Regions from separate parts of the Mus musculus genome. Here regions 1 and 2 are each linked to region 3. A link is a contact called in public HiChIP or PLAC-seq data. All regions are on one chromosome and are shown on one strand. Each heading gives the region's core, a stretch centred on a gene start, on an enhancer-like site or on the middle of the called end of the contact. The rest is flanking DNA. Distances are from core to core; before and after follow the strand shown.

Region 1 (4,319 bases), core at 1,633-4,132, 140 kb before region 3:
ATATAAGCAAAAGACCAGGAAGGCAAAAAATAGCCAAACAAAGCATTATGAGCAAAAACAAAAAAACTTCAAAAATACCATGGAGTTCATTTACACAGTCTTTTTTTAAAAAGCCACGTGACATGTTTTCCTCAGAAAGTAGACTCCAGTAAAGGCAGGGAATGGGAAATGATTTAGCCAAGGCAAGGGGTTATGAAATACACTGTGTCAACCCCAGATTAATTTGTTGAATTGCAGTGCCCCTCCCCTGCCATGACTGTATTTGGAGACAGGACCTTTAAGGAGCTGATTACTTAAAAATGAGCCCCTTACCCTGCTGACTAGTGTGTCCTCTCACACTAGTGTATGTACATCAAGTCAAGATCAGGTGAGGGCACAAGCCAAGCCAAGAGTCCTCAGATCAAACCAGCACTGCAAATAGCTTGCTCCTGGGCCTCCAGGACGGTGAGGCAGATGAGTCTGCTGTTTAAGCCACCTGGTCTTTGCGTCTTGGTTACCAAAGCCCTAAAAAGTAAGATGGCACGTATCGGCAGAGAAGTGATGAGGCTCCCAAGGGTAAGAACAAGTCTTTGGTCCGGGGTTCCTTCAGTGCAGTCTCCTCGTAGGTCTTATGTGAATGAAGTGTGAGTATTTTTTTCCCACAGACCTCCATCTCCTGGGGACTGTGCGGCGGGTTGACAGTAAGGACAAATGGTACTCATAAACTCAATCCCACCACTCTCCTCCAGGAGTCAGGTAGGGAAGCCAGGAGTAGTTAGCCTGCAAACAGGTTGCCCTGTGGTTATCAGGGCCCAGTTGAAGGGAGTCACCAAACCCTGGAGTTTACATTCACCTGGAAGTGCCTCTCAACTGTCAAAAATTCCTTTGCCTGTGCCAAGGGCCTGAGTCAATATGCACTTCCCCCATGGGCCCTTCTTAAGGATTGCTACTCAAACAAGGCCTATTGTAGGTCTCTGAAAGCCCAAGTTCCTTCAGATATCAGACCAGAGATTATTGTCCCTATATCAAAGGACTAATAAAGGTCAACAGAGCTCAGAAAATGAATGCAGGGGTTGAATGTGGGTCAATCCTTTGGACCAGGGGGAACATGTCATCGATAAGGCTCACAGGAGGAAAATGTCCCTAATAGGGAATGTAGAACAAAATCCAAAAATCTATTTCATATACTGTTGAGTTTCAGCAGTGCTGAAGCAAAGAGCACTCCATGCTCTCGGCATAATTTGCATCATCCGGGGTCTTGCTTGTCTGCACTCCTCACTGCCCAAGAATCTGAGCTTTACTAGTGAAGAATGGCCCTTGTGTGACTGTATGTTTATGTATATTTGTGGGAAGAGCTTGTGGCAGAGACTTTGTGTGTATGTATGTGATGCAGGGTGGATGCTGGAGGAGGAAAAGGTGGGCTAGAAGAGCCAGGGCTGGAGGAGGTACAGGAGGGGGCATCGCAGCTCCAAGGACTCTCTTTGGAAAGTTGTAAGAACCTACTGCAACCTGTGTTCTTTCTCATCCAGCAGTTGCCACCCAGGGCCTCCCACTTCTTTTCTTTCCCTCCTTCTCCTCCTCCTTCTTTTGTTTGTTTTGTTTTTTGTTTTTCCAGACAGGGTTTCTCTGTAGTCTTGGCTGTCTTGGAGCTTGCTCTATAGCCTAGGCTGACCTTGAACTCAAAAAGATTTGCTTGTCTCTGCCTCTCAAGTGCTGGGATTGGAGGTGTGTGCTACCACTACCTAACCCCATTTCTTCCTCTCCAGCTGTCTCTTTTTCCCTTTTTCCCCCTCCTTTCCTTTTTCTCCCACTCCTCCTTTCCTCTCCTTAACACCCCCTCCCGTGATATGTGTCCCAGTGCTGTGTACATGGAAGTCAGAGATTGGTACTGGGTGTCTTCTGTCTCTCTCCACCTTACTTTTTTTTTTTTTTTTGACACAGGCTCTCTCATCGAAACTGTAGCTAACAGTTTTAGCTAGAGTGGCTCACCAGCAAGTTCTGGGGATCATCTCTTCCCCTGACCCAGTGCTGGGGCTGCGGGTGTGTGCTACAGTTCCTTTTTACATGAGTGTGGGGATCTGAACTCAGGTCCCCATGTTTATACAATGAACGTTATTCCCAGTGAGTTATTTCCCCAGCCAGCCCATAAGAGTTTGGTTTAATGTATTGTTCCAGAAGTTTTTTTTCTGGTGCTATCTTCCTGTTAGTTTGGCTAAGACATCTACAGGAGATGGCCAGCTTATCCATGGCCTTGGTGATCGTTTATAGGGGTTAACTTCAGTTTGCTCATTCACACAATATGAGTTTGATTTCATAGGGCTGTTGAGTTGAATAAATAAAATAAAGAGTATGTGGTACCCTTTTTACATGGTGAGAATTCAAAAATGTTAGTTTTTACTTAAATCTCAGCTAGGCAGTGTTTCACTCAGGAAGTCATTCAACAAATTTGTTGCCAATTAAGTGGTGGTAAAAGGTGCCCCCCCCTTTAGTTGAGCAACATTGTGGCCTAGATGTTCCCACCCTTATGAAATTACAGTCCAGTAGATAAGAAGCAAAGTGGAGTCAGGTGCTAGGGAAGGTTGTGACAGCATATTTTCTTAGCCTTGTTTTCTGATGTCGCCTCAATTGGCTGTGTAGCCAGATAGGAATATACGCTCAAGGGGAATTCTTTTAGCAAAACCTTGGGAACAGGACCATAGTGACTCACAGCAGGCTAAGCTCTAACAGCAGCAAATAAAGGGCTGGGAAATGGCTAAGAGACTCAAGCAGCTGTCACAACAGCCACCGTCATCTTCTGCTTATGTAGGACTCTTCTCTTGCAAGCTAAGTGCTTTGTAGATAGACATTACTCAGTGAATTCTCACAGCTTCCTTCTGGGGCAGGGAGGAGGCAGAGATTATTAGAAATGAGGAAACAGGCTTGGCAGGAGTATAACCGCCGTGTCTGAAGTCATACAGCTAGCACATGCTCTGGTCCCTGGATTGGCTTGCCCAACTTGTAGCGCATTGGCTTACTTGGTGTCCATAGGACAGTGAGGTTGGGGAGTTGTGTAACTGGGAAGCACATGTATAGGTGATGGATAGGAAAACCTCACAACTATGCTTCCCAAACACTATTTCTGGTTCTTCACTCTGTTTTGCATGGGTAGCCTTAAACATCATGTGTAGAGACACTACTGCTTGGTCCCTTCCTTATTCGTCCTTGGGATGTTCCAGTGATGGGAACTTGGAGGGAAAGTGGTGTTACGGTTTTTGTTTTTTTTTCTGTGACTTTGGTTATCTGGACTAGCCAATTGTGACCCACATACATTACATAGAAAAATTCCTGAAAGAGCAAGTTTAAGATTGTAGGCTGTAAGGAGTGGCATGGTGAAGAAATCTTGCTCCAAATGAAGCACACGATCCTCCCTCTGATATGTCTTCAGAGGGTCAGTTGTAGCCTAATGCTACGTCACCACGTGGACATCAACTCAGTCCATTATCTCCCATCATTACCAGAAGCACTAGAACACTGTAGCAAGACAGTTGAGGGAAAAAAAAGATCATCTCCACATATCTTTTATTATAGCATCTTGTTATAATGGCTCTGTTTTATTATTTGTTATTGCTGTCAATCTCTTGCTACATCTAAGTCACGCATTAAACCCTATCATAGGTATGTATGTAAGAGGAGCCTAGGTAGAATTCAGTGCTACCTATGATGTCAGGAGTTCACCGAGGGCCTTGAAAAGTCCCTCCTGCACAACTGGCGGTTATCATGTAGAAGAATGCGAATTGATCCATTCCTATCTCCTTGTACTAAGGTCAAATCTAAGTGGATTAAGGAACTCCACATAAAACTAAGACACTGAAACTTATAGAGGAGAAAGTAGGGAAAAACCTAGAAGATATGGGTACAGGAGAAAAATTCCTGAATAGAACAGCAATGGCTTGTGCTGTAAGATCGAGAATCGACAAATGGGACCTCATAAAATTGCAAAGCTTCTGCAAGGCAAAAGACACTGTCAATAAGACAAAAAGGCCACCAACAGATTGGGAAAGGATCTTTACCTATCCTAAATCAGATAGGGGACTAATATCCAATATATATAAAGAACTCAAGAAGGTGGACTCCAGAAAATCAAATAACCCCATTAAAAATGGGGCTCAGAGCTAAACAAAGAATTCTCACCTGAGGAATACCGAATGGCTGAGAAGCACCTGAAAAAATGTTCAACATCCTTAATCATTGGGGATCAAAACAACCCTGAGATTCCACCTCACTCCAGTCAGAATGGCTAAGATCAAAAATTCAGGTGACAGCAGTTGCTGGCGAGGATGTGGAGAAAGAGGAACACTCCT
Region 2 (4,259 bases), core at 1,542-4,041, 140 kb after region 3:
CCACTTCTCAGTTCTCACCAGCCTTGACCTCGAATCAGCAGGCGATAAAGCTCCCCACTCCTACAGACTCTTCTGGCCTTCTCTGTTGACTTTTGCCTCAGAGAGAGCACGTCTTTAGCCTTTCTGTCTTTCATCTCTCTCTTCTTCATCTGGGTGGACCCCAGGGAACTGGGCACAGCCAGCGTTTTTTCCAAATAGTACCAAATGCTAAAAAGCCATTGGGTGGTTATGAAATGCATGTTCATTGTTAGTAAGAGGCCAGGTCTTTCTCACCTTAGAGATGAACTCACTTCCAATTTCCTGGAGATACACAACCTTTCCATCTCTCTTCCACTATCCCCCCCCCCCTCCAGTGCTATATATGCTTTGTTCATGGTACTGCGTTACAGAAGGATATTTTCCTACAAGTAGATAGCACATTTTGAACACATTCCCCCATATCTCTCTGTTTTCTCCTTTCTTTCTTCTCCCTCCTTATTAGCCACCTTTGATTTATTGTTTCCTTTTCATATTCACACCATATGTACATGTAAGATTTTATGGATCTATATAAAATCTAGGAAGTATGAGTAAGAAAAATACATAATATTTGCCTTTGGGGGACTCAATTTACTTAATACAAATATCTCCAATTGCATCCATTTTACTGCAAATGATATAATTTTATTTCTCTTCATGTCTGAAAAAAATTCCACGTGTCTCTATAAACCGTATTTTCTTTAACCACTCCTCTGCTATAGATATAGGTTGATTCCATAATTTAGCTACTATTTTTATGTATATATGTGCACCATGTGTGTGCTTGGTGCCCACTGGGGCCAGAAGAGGGTGTCAGGTCCCCTGTAACTGGAGTTATGGGGAGCTGTGAGTCACCACGTGGGTGCTGAGAGTGGAACCTAGGTCCTCTGTAAGAATAGTGAATGTTCTTAACTGCTGAGCCACCACTCCAGTACCTCTTTTGATTTTTTCTTTTAAAAAGAAAAGCCAAAAATCAATGTTTTGAGGACTTGGTCTGAGGCTATTGTTCAGTGGAAGAGTACTTGCTTATCACATACGAGGCCCTGGGTTCAATTCCATAGCACCACATAAAAAATTTCCCTCAATTTACATTTTAAAGGGTTGTTGTTGGTGGTGTTCTGTTTTGTTTTGTCTGTATTTGTTTTTTAAGACAGGGTTTCTTTGTGTAGACCTCATTGTCTAGGAACCAGTTCTGTACACCAGGCTGGCCTTGAACTCACAGTGATTTGCCTGCCTCTGCCTCCAAGTGCTGGGATTGAAGGCATGCACCTCCCAACCCCCCCCCCCCCAGCTAAACAGATGGGCTTCGTGCCCATCAAGATTTTCTATGTGCTCATAGAAAATGTATGGTATGACCTCATGTCTCAACTCTACCCTGTGTCCAGAGCTGCCTCTCAAATGCCAAATTCTCTTATCATCACAATAAATAACTATTGCCTTCCTCCTCTAAAGTTACAAAATACCTTTTAAAATCCTCTCACTTACCTCCATTTTCTATTGTGGCATATTATTTGTGTGATTTTTGTATAATACACATTATAAATGAGCCAGAGGCATGCCCGGTTTGTGCCAGCAGGCCCTGTATCACTTAACACAAGGATGCTTACACTGACTAAATGACTAATAAGTTATTCCCATGCTGAACCATGTTATAGACTTGTTTTAACAGCATATTTACATTCTTAATTCTACCTTAAGCTAAAATTAATAGGTTTGCATTTTTTCAAGCTAACTGTAGCAGCCAGCTGTTTATACATCTCCTAAGTGAGCGGATTAAGTGAAGCTGTGCTTCACAGTTTGCCAAGAAAAGGCTACATGTGAACAATTAGGAGTTACTAATTGGTTAAGAACTTACAACTTTTTTTTTTTTTTGGTGGTGATAAAACTGGTGGAGTGTCCTAGTTCTAAAGGAAGGCAAAGGATGGTTCTAGAGATCAGAGACACGTTCAGGGCATGGGTGACTGTTTTAAACATTTCATAAAAGTAAATAAACAAGCAAATGGTTATAAAACCAACAAAAATAAAGCAAAATGAAAAACTCTATACCACGAGGCCCACGGGAGCGGGATGGAGGGGTGGCAGACACTTGGCTGTTCTTTGGTCAGATATATTTGGGATCTAATCAAGGGCTGCAAGGGCAAATGACAGAGAAAAGCTTCCAGGGAAAACTCTGAGTGAGTGACCTTGAGGAGACGTGTTCCAGACACACTTGCAAGCATCAGGCCAGTGTAAGAATAACCCCAGCAAGGCCTTTAAAGTTACTAATGATGAAGACAATGCTTCCAATTTTACTATATACTAGGCACTATGTAAACCCCTCAAATAGAGGCACCTTACATTGTTTGAATTTCATATCTCAGTACACATTTTTTGAGCCTATGAGATAGCAACACTATCAGTTCTACTGACAGACTTAAGCTATGAGAGATGAAGGCAGTTCCTTAAAGTCACGTAGATTGATTAACGGCAGAGCTAGGTTTCAAAACTAGGCTGCTAACCCCTACTTCGATTAGCCTTCTCTGGGCTCATCAGGTCTTGAAGATCAAATATCTTGTTATTCTCCTGTGCACAGGGGCTGAGAAGGGTCTTGGATTGCCCAAAGGCCCATTTCAGGAACGGTCCTGACAAGTTATCTTATCACTCCTATGAAAATGCTTGTCACTCAGACTCCACAGTCAGCTTCCTTTGTTCTGATGTTCAGTGATAACACAGGGCAAGAGGTCTCAACGAAGGCAGCACATGCATGCCCTGGCTTGGCAAGTTATTTAACTTTGCTCAACTGGCCTAGCAGCTGCATTCACACAAGTCAGGTGGCCTACAGCTGACCTTTAAGCTAGAGGCTTAAACTCAGGTTAGGAGAGGAAAGATAGGTCACTTCACGCAGCTTCAAACACAAGAGAAGAACTGGAGGTGGCTCTGGTGGTAGATGACTTGAGAGGGGTCAACAGGGAGGCTGTCAGTTACTATACATTCATGGTCTTGTTTCCTACAGGAGAACTTAGTGGTCCTTTCTGTCTTTGCAGTTTCTAGCATTCCCATGAGAGGGCTGGAATAAGTGCTCACTAATGCTGTTTATGCAAAATTCAAAGCAGGGAGAGTCTGCTTACTGACTCTTTATAAAAGGTGATTTCCTGCCCAGTGACCTCATTGGTTAGGAAACTGATAAGTAGGTCTTCTCTGTGTTCATTTTCAGCGGAAGTTCTGAAAACTGGGGCACTCTCCCTTCCTCCCATTTTTGAACAACTGTGATATTTAGACCTGCCAAGGCTGTATGACTTCATTGTCTGGCATTTGGTGGATTCCGATACAAATAAAAAAATAAGTCAAAGACATGAACTGGGACTTGAAAATATTTTCATGATTGGGTTGTTTTTTTCCTTTTTTTTTTTCCCCATCCTCACAGGCTAGAGTCTGCAAGGTCCCCAGAACAGCCTAGTTCATTCACACTGAAGTGAGGCTCTCTCAAAAGACTGTGGGAATCCTTATGCCCCACTCTGTCAGAGACTTGGCTAGGTGAGTTAAAGCTTGCTAGTCTCCTTCTGTGATTGCTTACCCATCTGTAAAATTCGAATAATAATTCTTGCCTCCAGGCAACCAAAGGTTCTTGGTGACCCTAGATGGAGATACTTGATATGGCTAAGGATAAATAGCAGGAACAAAGATACAAACACAGAAGATGAAAGGTGAGGGGGAAAAGATGTTTAATCGCAGCTCTCTCCCTTTCTTTCTTTCTTCCTTCCTTCCTTCCTTCCTTCCTTCCTTCCTTCCTTCCTTCCTTCCTTCCTTCCTTCCTTCCTTTCTTTCTTTCTTTCTTTCTTTCTTTCTTTCTTTTCCATTCTAATCGTTATCAGAGATAGCAAAGCTTAGGAATGACTCGGTGAGGATCTGGACGGAGCTTCTAAAACTTCTCCCAGAACTGCTATCTTTTGGAGCCAGTTCCCAGCCTCTGGTGGGAGTTGGATAGGAAAACACATTTCTCCCATGGTCTCTCTGCTCTGTACACACAGGATGTAGATCTCATGATTTCAGGGCTAGAGGAGGATAGCCAAGTTGTTAGGGAGCCTGGTTTCTAGAAGGTGATGGGCAGCTGGTACCACTCTGTGTCAGTCAGTATTTAGGAAGGGCCTGTGTGTTTATGTGTGTGTGTGTGTGTGTGTGTGTGTGCTGTAATGAAAAAGTTTCTTTTCTGAAAACATTTAAATTTATGACTTCTCTGCCAAACATTTCTGAGAGGTTAGACT
Region 3 (4,304 bases), core at 1,613-4,112:
ACAGCAGGAGGGAGCGGCTGCTCTCTTGCTGTGCCTGTGCTCCCTGGCATTGGAACATTGCCACACCGCTGCTCTTGACAATAGCTTCAGGGCTGAGTCAGATCAGCCTGAGTGGCAGATCCTACTTTAGTGTGAGAAAGAAATTGCCAAAGGTACAGATTTTCCAACAGCAGTTCAGATGTGTTTCGAGAGTAGTGAGCACTCTGTCCTAGAAGAATCCAGCCCCTGGAAGCTGAATTTTATGACCCAGGCAACCACGGGCTCTCAGATCCTACTACTCGGTGGTTAAAGACTGAAGGGGGGAGATCTGAGTCCCACCCTTGCCCAGCAGTCAGTCACAGGAGTCCCGTGACTGATTTTTAAAGTTGTTTGGCATTGCCCTCTGAGTCTTCACCACCATACCCAGGGCTTTCTGCTTACCGTCATTTGTTATATTACAGGGATTTCAAAGATGGCCAAATTCAACATATGAGAAAGTCAAGGGCTAGTTCAAGGTTATGGCATGCCTGGAGTTTTACACTCAAGGACTGTGTAGGAGCTCCCCAGCAGAAATGCTTGCCTTTGACAGAATAAGGCCACTCTGCTCCCTGGGTTATAATGAGTCTTCCTTGGACTCCCGAACAAATGGCTCTGAAGTCACCTTTTGCTGGAGGAAACATGGTCCTTATAGGCGGGAACTAGAGTGGCCCCTGATAAGGCAGCGCATCCTGTCTGACTCCCCAGCCACACCCTCGCAGCTGGGCCAGCTGTGGTCTTTGCTGACTTCAAAGAAACTGCTTCCCTTGGATCTACATCAAGGACTTAAATGAGAAAAGGGTCCTCTGACCTTTCTAGTGAAGGATGGGACCACCTTTGTAGGGTGTGTGCGTGCGTGTGTGTATTTTTCCGGTCACTATTATGTTTTCACACACTGGATATAAAATATCTCAAAACAATCACCGGAAATAGTCTTTCACCTATGGCCAGAGACTGGAGTCTGGCCCAGTGTGGGAGAGGCTGTGCTCCCCTGTTGGAACCGGGGGCCATGTAAGCATACTAGCAAAGGTGGGTGGCCCAGGTTTCAAACTTTCATTCTGAGGTACCCTCCTCCAGGAGTGCATGGTTTCTGATTGGATATGGCTTCTTGCCCACCATCGTGTTCTCCTTGAGAAATGTCCACCTAGGAGAGAGACCTTGTTCTCAGACCCATAATCTGCCTTGTTCTCAAGGTTTTCCACTTCAGCTGCAACCCAACCTGACAATCAAGAGCATTCCAGGCCTGAAATCCAGCCCTATCCTGGTATCTTGAGAAGGTGCTTTGTGGTGGTTGTGGTCGGCCGTGTGGGGAGACAGTGGGATTTCCACCCATTCTGAGGTTAAGGCTGCTGGGTGCTGACCGTGGGAAGCTGACAGACTCTGTGGCAGTAAGGGCTGAAAATACTTCCCCAACCCACACCACCCTCAAGCCTTTAGGAAAGGGAGCAGATCCCACTCGGCCTTGCAGGCCTGAGCTGCAACACCAGGCTCAGCAGGCTCTGTTACCAGAAAGTGCTAACAGGGGCAGCCCAGGCCTCTGTGAGAGACCTCCCTTGAAAGGATCCTGGCCAGTCCTCTGGCCAATACCCACTGAGAGGCAGAGAACAACCACGAAGGAAGAAATGAGAAGCCTGAAGGTTTATAGGGAGGCTATTTGGCCCTACCCAGCCTCTCTGTGGGCTCTCTCAGCCACTATCCATAGAGCTTGAGGTTTAAAGAATGCAGGGAAGAGAGAACAGGCCCCAAACTGATTAGGACCCAACTTTCCAAACAGACACAGGTCACCCTCTTCCTGCCCCAAACACCAGGCAGAGCAAATGCTATTAATAACTGCAGCCTCTCTCCAGGCCACGAGGGCTGAGCCTGCTCCTCCAACTCGGCCAGCTGTTCTGAAACAGGTTTGGGAAAGTAATCTTTGGCACGTAATGAAAAGGGTGTGTAAGGGAGGGGGGTGCCCAAGAGTTCTCTATCAGGGCCAATATTATTTTTAATTGCCGAGAATCAGCCTGTGGCCGTTACTCAAGGCTGCAGAGACCGGGTTTGCCAGGGATCGGAAACCAACTTCAAGAGGAGTTGAAAAGCTCATTCCAAAGACTGTTCATTACTGAGCTGTGGCTTCTTGTGGAAAATCAGGTTATGTCTTGACGTTTGTACAATCCATTCTCCATGCCACCTCTCTCCCCCCTGTATCCCGCCGAGAGAGTGAGCGAGCAGTGAATTTGAGTTATCTGGGAATTTTAGTGTCTGACCCCCCCCCACAACCTCCACCCCACCCAAAGCATGACCGATGGCCCATTTTTCAAGCCAAATCTTGCCCCATGTAGGCAGCTGTCATGGAACCACAGAAAGTACTTGAAGGAGCACAAGCAATGGCTGGTTCTAATCTGGAGGGGGAAGAATATGAATTAACAAGGCAGTTCCTTATGGAAGAATGTTTTCTTTTCTTCAGCCTCAGCCTGCATATTTTCACAACATGTGTACTCTGTTACCTTGTCACTTCCCTGTTTTCTTTGGGTAAATAACTGGGCTCTGGACTTCAGGAAGAAAGAAAGAAACCCAGCCCAGGAGTGTCACTAAGGCAGGCCTGGCTAGCTGAACTAGCAGGGAGGAAGGAGTCTGTGCTGAGGGCCAAGGCAGCTTGTGCAGACTCAGTCTGGCCGGCCTAGCAGGGGCTGTTCACTGATCTCTACAGGTACTGGTGTGGGAGTGAGAGACCCGGGCACTGAACTGCCCAGCTGGGCCCTGTGCTTGGCAGACCTCAAGGCTGCAGGAAGTAAACAACTCTCCTTAGCTGAGTCAACTGTGAAGGCCTCTCTGAACCCAGCAGAGTCAACAAGGCTCACAAAGGCTCTTCTGCCAACTCTGCCCTTCCACTGGCCAGTGAGGCAGCAGGGATGAGAGAGGCCACTCTTGTGGTTCCCAGCAGTGAACCAGGGAGGAACTGGCAGGAGCCAGGGCCTTCTGTGGAACATGGGATAGGCTCTTCCTCCAGATCGAGAAAGTGTTTGGATGTGTTGGTGATGGAGTCCCGTGCAGATGTCCAAAGGCTTCTGTTCTTGTCTTCCAGGGATGCTGGGCTTTTCACTTGAACATTCCCCTGTGGTGTCTGTCACCTACTCCAGAAGAGGTAGAAAATAAATAAATAAATAAATAAATAAATAACCACTGGGCCACTAACTGGATGTCTTTCAAAGTTGCACTATTAAAGAAGGCATGAGATGATCCGTTGTGGGTTCCTTTAATGAGTGAAGATCTTTTCATTATAGAGCAGCAATGACTCTTTTTGATTTTGATTACATTTTTATTTCTTCATCTGTGCACGTGTGGGCACACATATAGGCGGTGGTCAGGAGACAGCTTGCAGAAGTCAGTTCACTCCTTCCACCACTGGGTCCCAGTGAGTCAAAGTTGGGGTGGTCAGGCTTTGTGCAAACCCCTAATCCACCCAGCTACTTCACCAGCTGAGTAACAGCAACTCTTACTTACTCAGCTCTTCACCACTGATAGTCAGAGAAGAAAATCAGAATTAGAAATGATGGATGACTCACGCCTATAATTGCAACACTTGGGTGACTGAGGCAGGAGAATTATGACTTTCAATCCGACCTGGGGTACATAGCAAGGTCTTGTGTTCCCCCCGCAAAAAATTAAACAGAATATAGAACCAATAAAATAATACTATCTTATTGCTCTTGATATTATATAGCATGTAAAAGAAGTTAAGTTTGCCATGTGTCACAGCATGCTTGCAGGAGAAACTGAGGCATACCTATTCAGAGACTGAGACTCTCATAAAGTCCAACAGTGGGCTTGGGAAAGGAAGGGTTAACTGGCTGTTGTCTGGGTGGCTGCATACCTATGTTTCTTTTTTTTTTCCATCTGCTCAGGAGCCTTTGATTCCAACCTTGAAATTCCCTGTCTCACCTTGTAGATCACACAGCCCTCCAGCCTTCCTGGGACAGATCTTTGGAACTTTAAAGTTGAATTTTCGGTTGCAAAGGTCTGGTCCTCATCTGCTGAGCACCTCTTTATATATCCCTGGAGTGAGGCAAATGTCCACAGGAGGGGTCACTTTGATGCTCAGGATGATCAGGATGGTGACTTTGGAAGCCATGCCTATCCTAAATTGCAGACTGCAAGGGCTTGTGGAAAAAAAGGAGACAGAGAGACAGGGGGAAGCAGAGACACAGAGAGAGACATCAGAGAGAGTGAGAGACATAGAAAGACACAGAGATAGACAGTCAGACAGACAGAAAGAGATAGACCGAGAAAACAGGCAGACAGAAATA

What was found. HiChIP or PLAC-seq counts read pairs in DNA pulled down with a chosen protein or histone mark.
Region 1: an H3K27ac HiChIP or PLAC-seq map of heart atrium shows a contact between it and region 3, with 5 read pairs. The contact joins two enhancer-like sites. A contact is called at or near these places in 1 of 115 datasets of contacts at active chromatin or transcription factors (heart atrium) and 1 of 9 other capture datasets (embryonic stem cells).
Region 2: an H3K27ac HiChIP or PLAC-seq map of heart atrium shows a contact between it and region 3, with 5 read pairs. The contact joins two enhancer-like sites. A contact is called at or near these places in 5 of 484 Hi-C or Micro-C datasets (the HPC-7 cell line, bone marrow-derived dendritic cells, cerebral cortex and 2 more) and 5 of 115 datasets of contacts at active chromatin or transcription factors (bone marrow-derived dendritic cells, double positive thymocytes, heart atrium and 2 more).

The regions. Positions count from the first base shown.
Region 1 is chr12:80,045,329-80,049,647 of GRCm38.p6, reverse strand. All of the region lies in intron 3 of Gm36660 (a long non-coding RNA gene), which reads left to right. Among named protein-coding and RNA genes, the nearest start is that of Gm36834, 28 kb to the right of the region's middle. Within about 2 kb of position 2,882, at least 54 of the 459 cell types and tissues checked have an H3K27ac peak or open chromatin away from gene starts, as enhancers often do. A contact at or near this core is called in heart atrium, where this site is marked.
Region 2 is chr12:79,761,228-79,765,486 of GRCm38.p6, reverse strand. All of the region lies in intron 8 of Rad51b (RAD51 paralog B), which reads right to left. Among named protein-coding and RNA genes, the nearest start is that of Gm36048, 36 kb to the left of the region's middle. Within about 2 kb of position 2,791, at least 40 of the 459 cell types and tissues checked have an H3K27ac peak or open chromatin away from gene starts, as enhancers often do. A contact at or near this core is called in heart atrium, where this site is marked.
Region 3 is chr12:79,903,574-79,907,877 of GRCm38.p6, reverse strand. It overlaps Gm46361 (a long non-coding RNA gene), which reads right to left. Exons shown (of 2, transcript XR_001780641.1): 2 at 3,296-4,053. Among named protein-coding and RNA genes, the nearest start is that of Gm51985, 4.8 kb to the left of the region's middle. Within about 2 kb of position 2,862, at least 114 of the 459 cell types and tissues checked have an H3K27ac peak or open chromatin away from gene starts, as enhancers often do. A contact at or near this core is called in heart atrium, where this site is marked.